2 separate regions of the Muntiacus reevesi genome follow, and region 2 is linked to region 1. Evidence: chromatin contacts called from public Hi-C data. All regions are on one chromosome and are shown on one strand. The core of a region is the stretch at or near the end of the contact, and the rest is flanking DNA. Distances in the headings are between cores, read along the strand shown. Region 1 holds the start of FZD8 (frizzled class receptor 8). Region 2 holds the start of MCM10 (minichromosome maintenance 10 replication initiation factor).

Region 1 (5,280 bases), core at 2,068-4,567:
TGCCTCAGTTATCTTACAGCAGACACAGCAAGGGGTACTTCTTCCTTGCAGAGTCCTTCTCGTGGCGGTGGAGAAAATGGAAGCCCTTTAATGGAGTTAATTATAGATATGGAAGGATAGAAAAGTAATCTCACCCATTTTAATTCTAACAGAGCTTGAAGCAAGACCGATTAATCTCTACCTTTCCTTCCATCTGTGGTTGGGTGTCTCAAGGCATAAGCCTTTGAAAGATAGATTCTAAAACATCAAGAAACATCAATATTATTTGATAGAGTTTAATATTCTGTAATAATATAGACTTGGATGGTCTTCCTGACCAAGAATTTTAGGTTGGACTTTTAAATTAAAATTCACTGAAACATAATTCATCAAAGTTTCTTAAGTTTACTACTTACAATATATTGATAGTTAATCATCTAAGTAGGTACCCAATGTTTTTTAACATCCCCTCCTCTCTGTTAGATTCATGCCTTCAACTTGTTTATATCATTATGCTCCTGGGCTATTCAGTAACCAGACATCTGTTCAGAAATCCCACTAGAAAGTTCCCTACATTATTTATGTCACTACTAAAGCTATTTTCCCTCCCTTAAAAAGCAGCTGCTTTACATACAAAAGAAAAATCATTATTTAGCCAGGATGTTGATAAATGATCCTAGTTTCTTTTTGCTGACCCATCATTGCCTTTTATACACTAATTGGCTTCCTAAGCCTCTTCTGCTCGCAAAGATTGCCAAGTATCCATTTAATTTAATAGTAAAATTTAAATGCTATTCTTCTATTCTCTCAATTAAAAGTAAGCATTTAATGATTTTATGTAAATGGTTTTAATCTCACACTCAATAGCTGATAAATGATTTTTGAAAGCTCTGAACTTTTTGTCTGCTTTTCTCCAGCAAGCTTAATATATTTTCCCCAAATTTCCACATTCTACATCATCAGAGCTTTCATCCCGTCTCAAAAGGGGGGAAAAATTTTTTTTAATGCTAATTAAAAGCCAAAATCAACTATTTGCAGCCTCAACTTTCAAATGTCAATTTGTTTTTACCCAATTCAAGTAAATTTATATAGTGTAATTCTAAACTCCACTATTTGACATTTCCTGCCGAAGAAAATCATAAGAAACTGTCTATGTTGCTTTTGGAAGCAAGCGCCTCCTATCTGTGGTCAGGGGGAGGCAGGGCCCAGGCTGGTCCTCAAACTGGGTGATTTGCCTTTCTACTGTGCTTAGCATCATATCTCCAGGTATCACCTGCTGTTTTTCTGCAGCTGAATGTTCTGGATTATGGCCATGGCTTGAAAAGGATGCCAACAGGATAGAGGTGACATTCTGCGTTCCATATGCCACAAAGGGAATTCCCATCCGAAGAAAGGAAAGAAATTCATTTTTAAAAGACCAAGTAATAGTTTAGTCTTTGCATTTTTGAAAACTCGAGATCATTTTCTGCTGAATCAGCCAATCTTTCTGAAGCCTCGGAATTTCTGGTTCCTATTCAGTATAGTTTTACTAAAACAAAAAATGCGAAGGAAGTGTTTTGTTTTGGTATAAAGAGGTTCTAAATAAACCAGTTTAAAAGAAAAAGGACAATGGGGGTATGACTACAGCCTGGTGGCTCTGCCTAGAATTCTTGGTGGAAATACCGAACTTGCCAAAAATTAGGGGTGGGGCTGGGGTGCGGGGGAGGGGTTGGGAGATTTTATCTTTCTAATTAGAATGCTGTTGCTAAATTAAGCTAGAGAGAACATGACGAGAGAGACATAGGGTCCTGGCATATACAGATGCTGCTAGTTATTTTTGTTTCACGACAAGAGTTGTTTGTAAACAGGTAATTACCAACTACCACCACCACTGCATCCTCCTCCCCCGCTCCCCCAAGCCAATAAAAAAAGTCCTGGCCTCAAAGGAGCTTTTAGTTATACCTCTCCTTCGTCCCCATAGCCTCAATAACTTTAGTTTTCCAGCGGAGAGGGAAAAGAGAGAGGGGAGAGGGAAAGGAGGAGAGAGAGAGACAGACGTCTGCTGCCACTCTCCTGGCTAACTGAAATGCTTGTTCCCGAGATTACAGTAATTACAGCCCCAGCGTGAGTTCCATACAAGCGCTAAATGAAACAGCACATCAATTAAAAAATAAACACTCCATTCTCGGAGAAAGACAACCCCCTGGGACGTCCTAACAAGCGTAAATGAACCTGCCAGGCCGCCCGCCCCTCGGGCCCCTCCCCGTCTAAGGTGGCTACGAGCTGGCGGGGGCCTCGCTCGCTGGCCGCGTCCCCAGCCGCTCGGCCCCGGGAACACCGCGGAGACGTGTCCGCGCGTCCGCGCCAGGGCCCGGCGCCGCCTCCCACGGGGAGGAGGAGGCTCTGGCAAAAACATGTCAACTTTGGAGAGACGCACATACGTTCCAAAAGCGCGAGGCTAAAAGGGAGAATCCAGCCACAGAGTTTCCAGCCTGTCCTATAAGTTTTTCTTTCTCCCTTTCTGTTTTTCTTTTTTAAAGAAGAAAGGGAATTATATCTCTTAAGGGAGCTCTTTATATATGTCCGGATGCTTTATATATCTTACCTAGCCTAATTAGCAGAACCCCCTTTGAGATCTGAACTAAACCCCTTTGAGATCTGAACCCCACTCTCCAGGTAGGGAAACTGACGCTGCCTCACGTCCCTCAGCTGAGGCAAGAGGAGACCCCTTTCTTCCCGCCCGCCCGGGTGCCCACGCCCCTCGCGCGCGCGCCCTTGGGCTCCCGGGTACCTCTTCCCCGGCTGCCCCCAGTCCAGCCCCACCATCTAGAATGAACTGCAGTCATTCCATTCTTCCCACATCGCCAAGCCTCCAAGACCGTCGTCTGACAATCCCAAGAAGGGCACCGCTTCCCCGTTCCCCCGCAAAGCCCCCGCGCACGCGCCGGCTGGCTGAGGGGCGCGGGGTCCCCTCGCCAGCAGGTTGCCCACGTTCGGGGAGCGTAGGAAGCAAGGGCTTGACTAGTTCGAAACTGGCCTCTGAAAGCGCGCGCTGCATAAAGAATCTTCCCCAGTTCCCAAGCGCAGGCTTGGGGTGAAGGAACCCCGACCTCAGCCCCACAGAGCGCCGCGGGGACGTTCGTGGCAAAACCCGTCTCTGCGGTCAACCCCAAGGTTATCCGGACTCCAGCCGCAGACAGCGCGCACTGCCGAGGGGACAGGCGGGTCCGCCCCAGGAAGGCGGGGCCTGGGGAGCGCGCAGACTCCGCCCCGAGCCCGGGATTGGCGCGCCGGCCGCGGGCGGAGACGGAGTCCGCGCCGTATAAATATTCATGAGCCGGCCAGGGCGTAGCGGGGCCGGAGCGGGAAGTTGGCGAGGGACACTGCTCCCGCCGAGGAGGTGGCGACGGTGGCGGCGGCGGCGGCGGCGGCGGCGGCGGCGGGGCGCGGGCGCGCCGCTCAGGTGTCTGCTCCGCCTTCCGGCCTGGATTTGCCTCCGTGAGTTCAACGAGAAGGGAACCACCGACACCTCGCCCCTGTGCCGGCCGGAGCGCGACTTCCACCGGAGGCGGGGCCCGTCATCCCGGCTGCTGACCGACGGACAGACGCCGGGGACTGAGGGCCGTGGCCTCGGCGGAGGCGGGCCCGTAACCCCGGCAGCAGCCGCGCGGCCTTGGGGGCGAGCATGAGCCCCGGGACGCCGAAAGGGGGCTGCAGGGGCTGACCCGGCTCAGAGCGGCCTGGCCCAGCCATCTTGACTGCGCACCGCGGCCCGAGAAGAAACTTGCTGCGCCGCCGCCCTCAGTGCCCGGCAGAGTCACCGGCGCGCGCGGAGAAAGCGACCGAGGGAGGGAGAGATGAGCCGGGGGCCGGCCACTCTGTCCCGCGAGGGCTGAGCCCGGCGGGAGTGAGCGGGGCAGACCCTGGGACCACGGTGCCCTTCGGCGGCCACCCTCGTCTCCCGCAGCCCCGAGAGGACGCATCTCGAGAAGGGACTAGGCTATTGGCAGAACCCCTCCCGAGAGAGGCAGGAGAGCCCGGCGCTCTCGCAGGAACCCCTGGCGCCCCTCCGCGCGCCGCCCGGAGGGCGAAGGCGCGGGGCCGAGGCGCGCAGCATGGAGTGGGGTTACCTGTTGGAAGTGACCTCTTTGCTGGCCGCCCTGGCGCTGCTGCAGCGCTCGAGCGGTGCGGCGGCCGCCTCAGCCAAGGAACTGGCGTGCCAGGAGATCACCGTGCCGCTGTGCAAGGGCATCGGCTACAACTACACCTATATGCCCAACCAGTTCAACCACGACACGCAGGACGAGGCGGGCCTGGAGGTGCACCAGTTCTGGCCACTGGTGGAGATCCAGTGCTCGCCCGATCTCAAGTTCTTCCTGTGCAGCATGTACACGCCCATCTGCCTAGAGGACTACAAGAAGCCCCTGCCTCCCTGCCGCTCGGTGTGCGAGCGCGCCAAGGCCGGCTGCGCGCCCCTCATGCGCCAGTACGGCTTCGCCTGGCCCGACCGCATGCGCTGCGACCGACTGCCTGAGCAGGGCAACCCCGACACGCTGTGCATGGACTACAACCGCACCGACCTCACCACGGCCGCGCCCAGCCCGCCGCGCCGCCCGCCGCCGCCGCCCCCCGGTGAGCAGCCGCCCTCTGGCAGCGGCCACGGCCGCCCACCCGGGGCCCGGCCCCCGTCCCGCGGCAGGGGCGGCGGCGGGGACGCGGCTGCGCCCCCTGCACGCGGCGGCGGCGGCGGCGGCGGCGGCGGTGGCGGCGGCGGCGGGAAGGCGCGGCCCCCTGGCGGTGGCGCGGCGCCCTGCGAGCCGGGATGCCAGTGCCGCGCGCCCATGGTGAGCGTGTCCAGCGAGCGGCACCCTCTCTACAACCGCGTCAAGACGGGCCAGATCGCCAACTGCGCGTTGCCCTGCCACAACCCGTTCTTCAGCCAGGACGAGCGCGCCTTCACCGTCTTCTGGATAGGCCTATGGTCTGTACTATGCTTCGTGTCCACCTTCGCCACCGTCTCCACCTTCCTCATCGACATGGAGCGCTTCAAGTACCCGGAGCGGCCCATCATATTCCTCTCGGCCTGCTATCTTTTCGTGTCTGTCGGCTACCTGGTGCGCCTGGTGGCGGGCCACGAGAAGGTGGCGTGCAGCGGCGGCGCTGGGGCTGCGGGCGGGGCCGGGGGCGCGGGGAGCGCGGCGGCAGGCGCGGGTGCGGCGGGAGCCGGCGCTGGGGGCCCGGGTGGGCGCGGCGAGTATGAGGAGCTGGGCGCCGTGGAGCAGCACGTGCGCTACGAGACCACCGGCCCGGCGCTGTGCACCG
Region 2 (5,280 bases), core at 1,084-3,583, 1.0 Mb before region 1:
CCTTGTGTGGATACAGTCCCTGTGTCTTGTCTGCAAGCTACTGTTAGGCAAATTTCGTTGAGGTACAGAGTTGTTTTGTAGATTAGACAGTAGATTACACAGATGAGACAAACTGTGAACATGCATTATGAAGCTCAGAGGAATAGCTGGCATAGCTAAGTAGGATAACTTTATATTATCCTGTGCACTTTCCTTTTTTCATTTAAAATGATTTTTAAAACTACAAAAGTGTAAATTTTCTAGGCTACTGTTTAACTTCTAAGTGCTCTATAATATATATGATCTTGGTAAGTTCGATGTCAAGGATTAATTACGGTGCTTTCTTTTCATTTATTCACCAGACATTCCCACAATCCATCATGTATCTGGCACTGTGCTGTCAACTGGGGAACCTGAAAGACTGTAAGGTTCCTGAGGGTTGGATATGGGCAAACTGTCTTGGTCATTTCTATAACCAACCCACCTCTGACCTACCCACCGCCCCCCCAATCATCTAGGACCATCTGACAGATGCTAAGGGTTCTTTCTTCAATATACTGCTAATATCTTCTGTGCTGTGCTCAGTCCTGTCTGACTTCTTGCGACCCCATGGACTGCAGCCCACCAGGCTCCTCTATCCATGGGGTTCTCCAGGCAAGAATACTGGAATGGGTTGCCATGACCTTCTCCAGGGGATCTTACCCACCCCGGGATCAAACCCACGTCTCCAGCACGGGCAGGTGGATTCTGTTACCAGTGAGCCATCTGGGAAGACTCTAACCTAAGGAGTCAGGTGGGAAAATCATGAGAGTACTGATATCTTAAGGAGCGCTGGTCCTGGCGGAAGATGGAATGGAGGGAGTGAAGGTTGAAAGGAGTGCGAGGACGTGGGAGAAACCTCAGAGGCATAGGATCACATCCCGTGGGAGCCTTGTTCAGTATCTGGAACTCAGTGTATACCTCAGAGTACCCTACTGGGGAAAGATTAATTTCAACACCGTTCCCTGATTGCCAGTACAGACCTCCTGCTCAGTCACTCAGTGGTTTTCAACTCTTTCAGTCGAAAATCTTCGACTTCTCTCCAAAAACCTAGTCCAAGTCACTATCAATCTTTTGCCTGGAATACTGTATTAGATTCTCTGTCCCTCTGAAATTTATCCTCTGTTCCGCTGAAATTTATCTTCTGTGAAAACACTACAGTAATCTTTTCTTTCCTCAGCAATAACTGCAATCTCTTAAGAACATAAGCCAGATTACAATATTTCCTTAATAAAATTCTAATTAGTTTTCCATTGCCCTTAGAACAAAATTTACAAAGCCTACTTGCTCTCCTGCCTACTTTCACTTCCCCATTTTTTCTACAACCACTCCACCCAACCCCAACCCCGCAATAATGCTTCATCCAGACTAGCCTGCTTTGAACTTCTTGAACACACAAGTACTTTCAGGCCTCTTTGGAAAGCTCTCCCCTATCTCCTCCTCTTTCCTCAGTCTCTGCTTAACTACCAGTTTTTCTAAGCCTTTCCAGACCACTCTATCTGACCAGGCCCCTGGAACTCTCTCACCTCATCGCTTTCACAACTTGATCGCACATTCCACTATGGTGTACCTGTTTGTTATCTGTTTCCTGGTGGCTCAGACGGTAATGCGCCCGCCTACAATGCGGAAAACCAGGGTTCAATCCCTGGGTCGGGATGATCTCCTGGAGAAGAAAATGGCAACCCACTCCAGTACTCTTGCCTGGAAAATCCCATGGATGGAGGAACCTGGTAGGCTACAGTCCATGGGGTCGCAAAGAATCGGACACGACTGAGCGACTTCACTTTCACTTTTTCACCCACTTTAAACTGGATAACACGAAAGTAGATGTGATGGGAGCCTTGCACCCCTATTAGCAAATCATAAACTTAAGCATAAATTTATAAAAGAGAAAGTCCAAAGGGCATGTATTTAGCAAACGTTTTAAACGGTTACCTTTAAAGAGAAAAAAAATGGACCCTTACACACCTTGGACGGCCGAACGCCTGGCACCTCTCGGCGCCTTTCGGAACTACCCGCCATTTCCCAGCTCCGAAACGGTCCACGGCTCCGCACCCAAGGCCCTCCCGGCCGCCCGGCCCCGCGTCAGCCCGGCAATCGGCCCAAGCCACCTCCGCGTTTGCCTAGTTCCAGTCTCACCCTCCTGAGGGCCCCCGAGCTCCGCGCCTCTCGCCCTCGGAGCTCATTAAACCCTCACACAGACGCCTTCGGAAGCCCCTCAACCTACCCCACAACACCCGCAGACTCGCTTCTTACCCGGCTCCTCACCCCTTTACTCTGCACAGCCGGACCCGCCAAAATTCCAACTCTTCTCCGCCCCAGCTTCTGACGTCAGACGCACGCCTTCTCGGGCCTGTACTGATTGGCTACTTCAGAACTCTGGGCGGAAACGACCTCAAGGAGGCGGGGAGAAGGTGACCCTTGCGTTTAGCAATCAGATCGGCTCACGTGACCGGCGCCCTCTTTGTTGGGGGCAGGGGAACTCCCGGTCGGTGAAGTCCTAGGCTCCTCCGGTTAAGTGTTCCAGCGTCGGGAAGTAGATGTGTCTTTTTGTGGTCAGTTCCTGACACTTTCCGGGACTGACTGTCATTCGATTCTGAGCCTCGTTTTCTCTTCCTGTGAGGTGGAGGGTAACTCTTGATGCCGACAAGCCTACACATTGAGGCTCAGACCGCGGAACTCATTGGAAACTTTCCCCCTGCCCTCACAGATTGCCGGTGTTGCCTGTATACAGATGTTGTTGATTATTTCATTTAGTTGATTATTTTACAATCTTGTGTTCAGTTGAGATAATTGGACTAAAAGAAAAGTCTGGTCCACTTTTACCTCTGTCTTATCTTGGGGAAGTAATATCATCATCATCTGTAAAATGAGAAGGAAATACTAGGTGATATTCTTTAACATAGTAGAAACCACTGTTTCTAGAGGAGTCCGTGGTCCTTAGACTGGGAATTGCGTCAGAGTTGGGAATAACTGTTTTCTGCTTCTTCCCATCAAAATGTCAGCATCTGAAGACAAGGGACTGTATCTTCGTGGTCCTATCTCTTCCTCTCTCTCCTCTTGCTTGTACCTGGCACACACGAGATGTTTACAGAGAGAAAATGTCGAGAGCATTGCCTTCTTAGCAAATCACTTAGCTTTGGAGGGCTCATTTTTTTTTTCCCCCCCCCATCTCTAGAGTGCTGATGAAAGCAATACCTGGGTTAGAGGGTTTCAGGAAGGATCAAATGAGAATTTCCAGTACATTTTTACACTCTGGTTATCAGTCATAGTCACTTAGTGCCTTTGATGTGCAAGGGTGGGCAAAGACGTCTAATTTGGGAGATGTGATGTATGCATAAAAGACAAATTACATAACATGACAGGGGGCACCAATTTTGCTGAAGAGGAGGTGAAAGAGAAGGTGAGGTGAAAACACTTTTTTTTTTTAAGTTGATAAATCAAACTGTGTGGCAGATGATGAATACCAAGTCAAGAACTTTATTCTGTAAGTGTTAAAAAGACCATGTTTGAGCAGGTGGGGGAGGAAGGAACAAGAGCTAGATAGAGGAAGGTGTGTCTAAGTGCTTAGGCTCTGGAGTTAAGAGGGTGTGATTTTTAACTGCCACATACTAACTATGCAACCTTGGCTAAATTAGTGAACCTCTCTGAGCCCTAACTTACCCACCTGCAAAACAGGGACAGTCATAGTTATTTCACAGGGAATTCATGAGAAAAACTTAAAAATATGCAGAGTGTGCCCAGCACATGTAAGTAAGCATTAAATGTGTATTTTTTATTCTTACTACTTTATCAGGCAATGCTTAGGATGATTAAGCTAACAAAGATAGGTGCTCAGGAATTGGATATACCAGAAACTGGAGGCAAAGAAGCTCTATAGGAGATCGTGAGAGTCTCAGACTGTGAGAGCTGAAGGGAAGAGATGAATGGGAAACATGTTATGAAGGAAACTTACCTGCTTTGATAACTGACCAAAGGAAAGTTATCTTTGGCAGGAAGAAGAGGATGATCGCCACATTGGTAATAGGTGGGAGACCAGCAGAATTATAGAGGCAGAACTTGCTTTGCACAGCGTAGACATGGTGAGTTCAGCCTGTGGTGATGGCGTGGAGATTTTAGGACTACCTTTAGGTTTGTGACCCAAGCCAAGAGGACATATCAGGGCTTCAAGTGTAGGTTTAGTGAGTACAGTTGAATTCTCTAAGGTAGAGATTTTAGAAGCAGAGTATCTTAGAGTATGTTTCTGGGGGTTAACACGCCAGACGACAGGCTCAGTAGAAAGCAATGCTATTCAAAATCAGATCTTCTAGGAATAATGGCCAGTTTCTATAGCATCCCTATCACCTGCCTGTAGGCGTCTGCCTTCATGTCTCATGCTTAATGGTACAGAATTCTCTAGAGTCTTATCCCAAATTTGAATTTGTCCAGCTATCTGGACAAAACTCTTTACTGAGAAAAATGTCCTTCCATAGAGGCAACACTCTACTGAGAGATGAACGACCCCTCTGAGAAAGAGGAAAACCCAACCTCTAGTTTTCCTAATAGAATATTGTCTCTGTTGCCCAAATAAATGTCTGTTACTTTTCAAACAATCTAGAGGTTACTTTAAGCAACAGGGTATGTTCTCCATCTCTACTGATGTTTTACAAGAGAACTAATAAACTCTAGCTTTGCTGGCTTTAATTAATTCATAAGAACATTCAACACATTTCTTCCTTGGTTTTTGCTGAGTTAAATACAATATATACTTTATGTATGTGGAATAAATGTTATCCATGATTATGGATCCATATATTTAAAGGACAAAATTGCTCCATAAACAGTGAGAGTTCCTGGACCAGTATTTTTTTTTTTTTGTATTATACTTCATATCTTTGTAATTACTTAGCTAGAAAAAAAGAACACCTACGGTATTCAGTGATGACTAGCATTTTCACAATGAGAATATAATGTTCCTTCAATAATTTTTAAAATGAAAAACTCTGGAAGTCAAAAGATACCAAAGAAGATAGAACATTATTTCTACTTTTTGCCTTTCATAGCAAAGCAGTTTTGGTACCTTTCCTTCTTTCATGGAAACATTTGAATATTGGTTCATATGCTTGATTCCTGTTACATTTAAACGCTGCAACTGGCTGTTATGTCAGCTTTCTTCCATTGAATTAATGATAGCATAATGAATCTGATATCTTATTAAAACCAATTCCAACTGAGTCCTTTCATTATGGGTCAGATGAAACTGTTAGCCAGTTTTTACCAGAA

The links. Hi-C and Micro-C count contacts between places; a contact is called where the count stands out from the background.
Region 2: a contact with region 1 is called in a Hi-C map of muscle, with 4 times the contacts expected there. The contact joins the promoter of MCM10 here to the promoter of FZD8 in region 1.

What each region holds. Positions count from the first base shown.
Region 1 is chr2:26,266,487-26,271,766 of mMunRee1.1, reverse strand. It overlaps FZD8 (frizzled class receptor 8), which reads left to right and starts at 3,317. Exons shown (of 1, transcript XM_065921109.1): 1 at 3,317-5,280. The coding sequence starts at 4,074.
Region 2 is chr2:27,270,664-27,275,943 of mMunRee1.1, reverse strand. It overlaps MCM10 (minichromosome maintenance 10 replication initiation factor), which reads right to left and starts at 2,333. Exons shown (of 21, transcript XM_065921119.1): 1 at 2,275-2,333.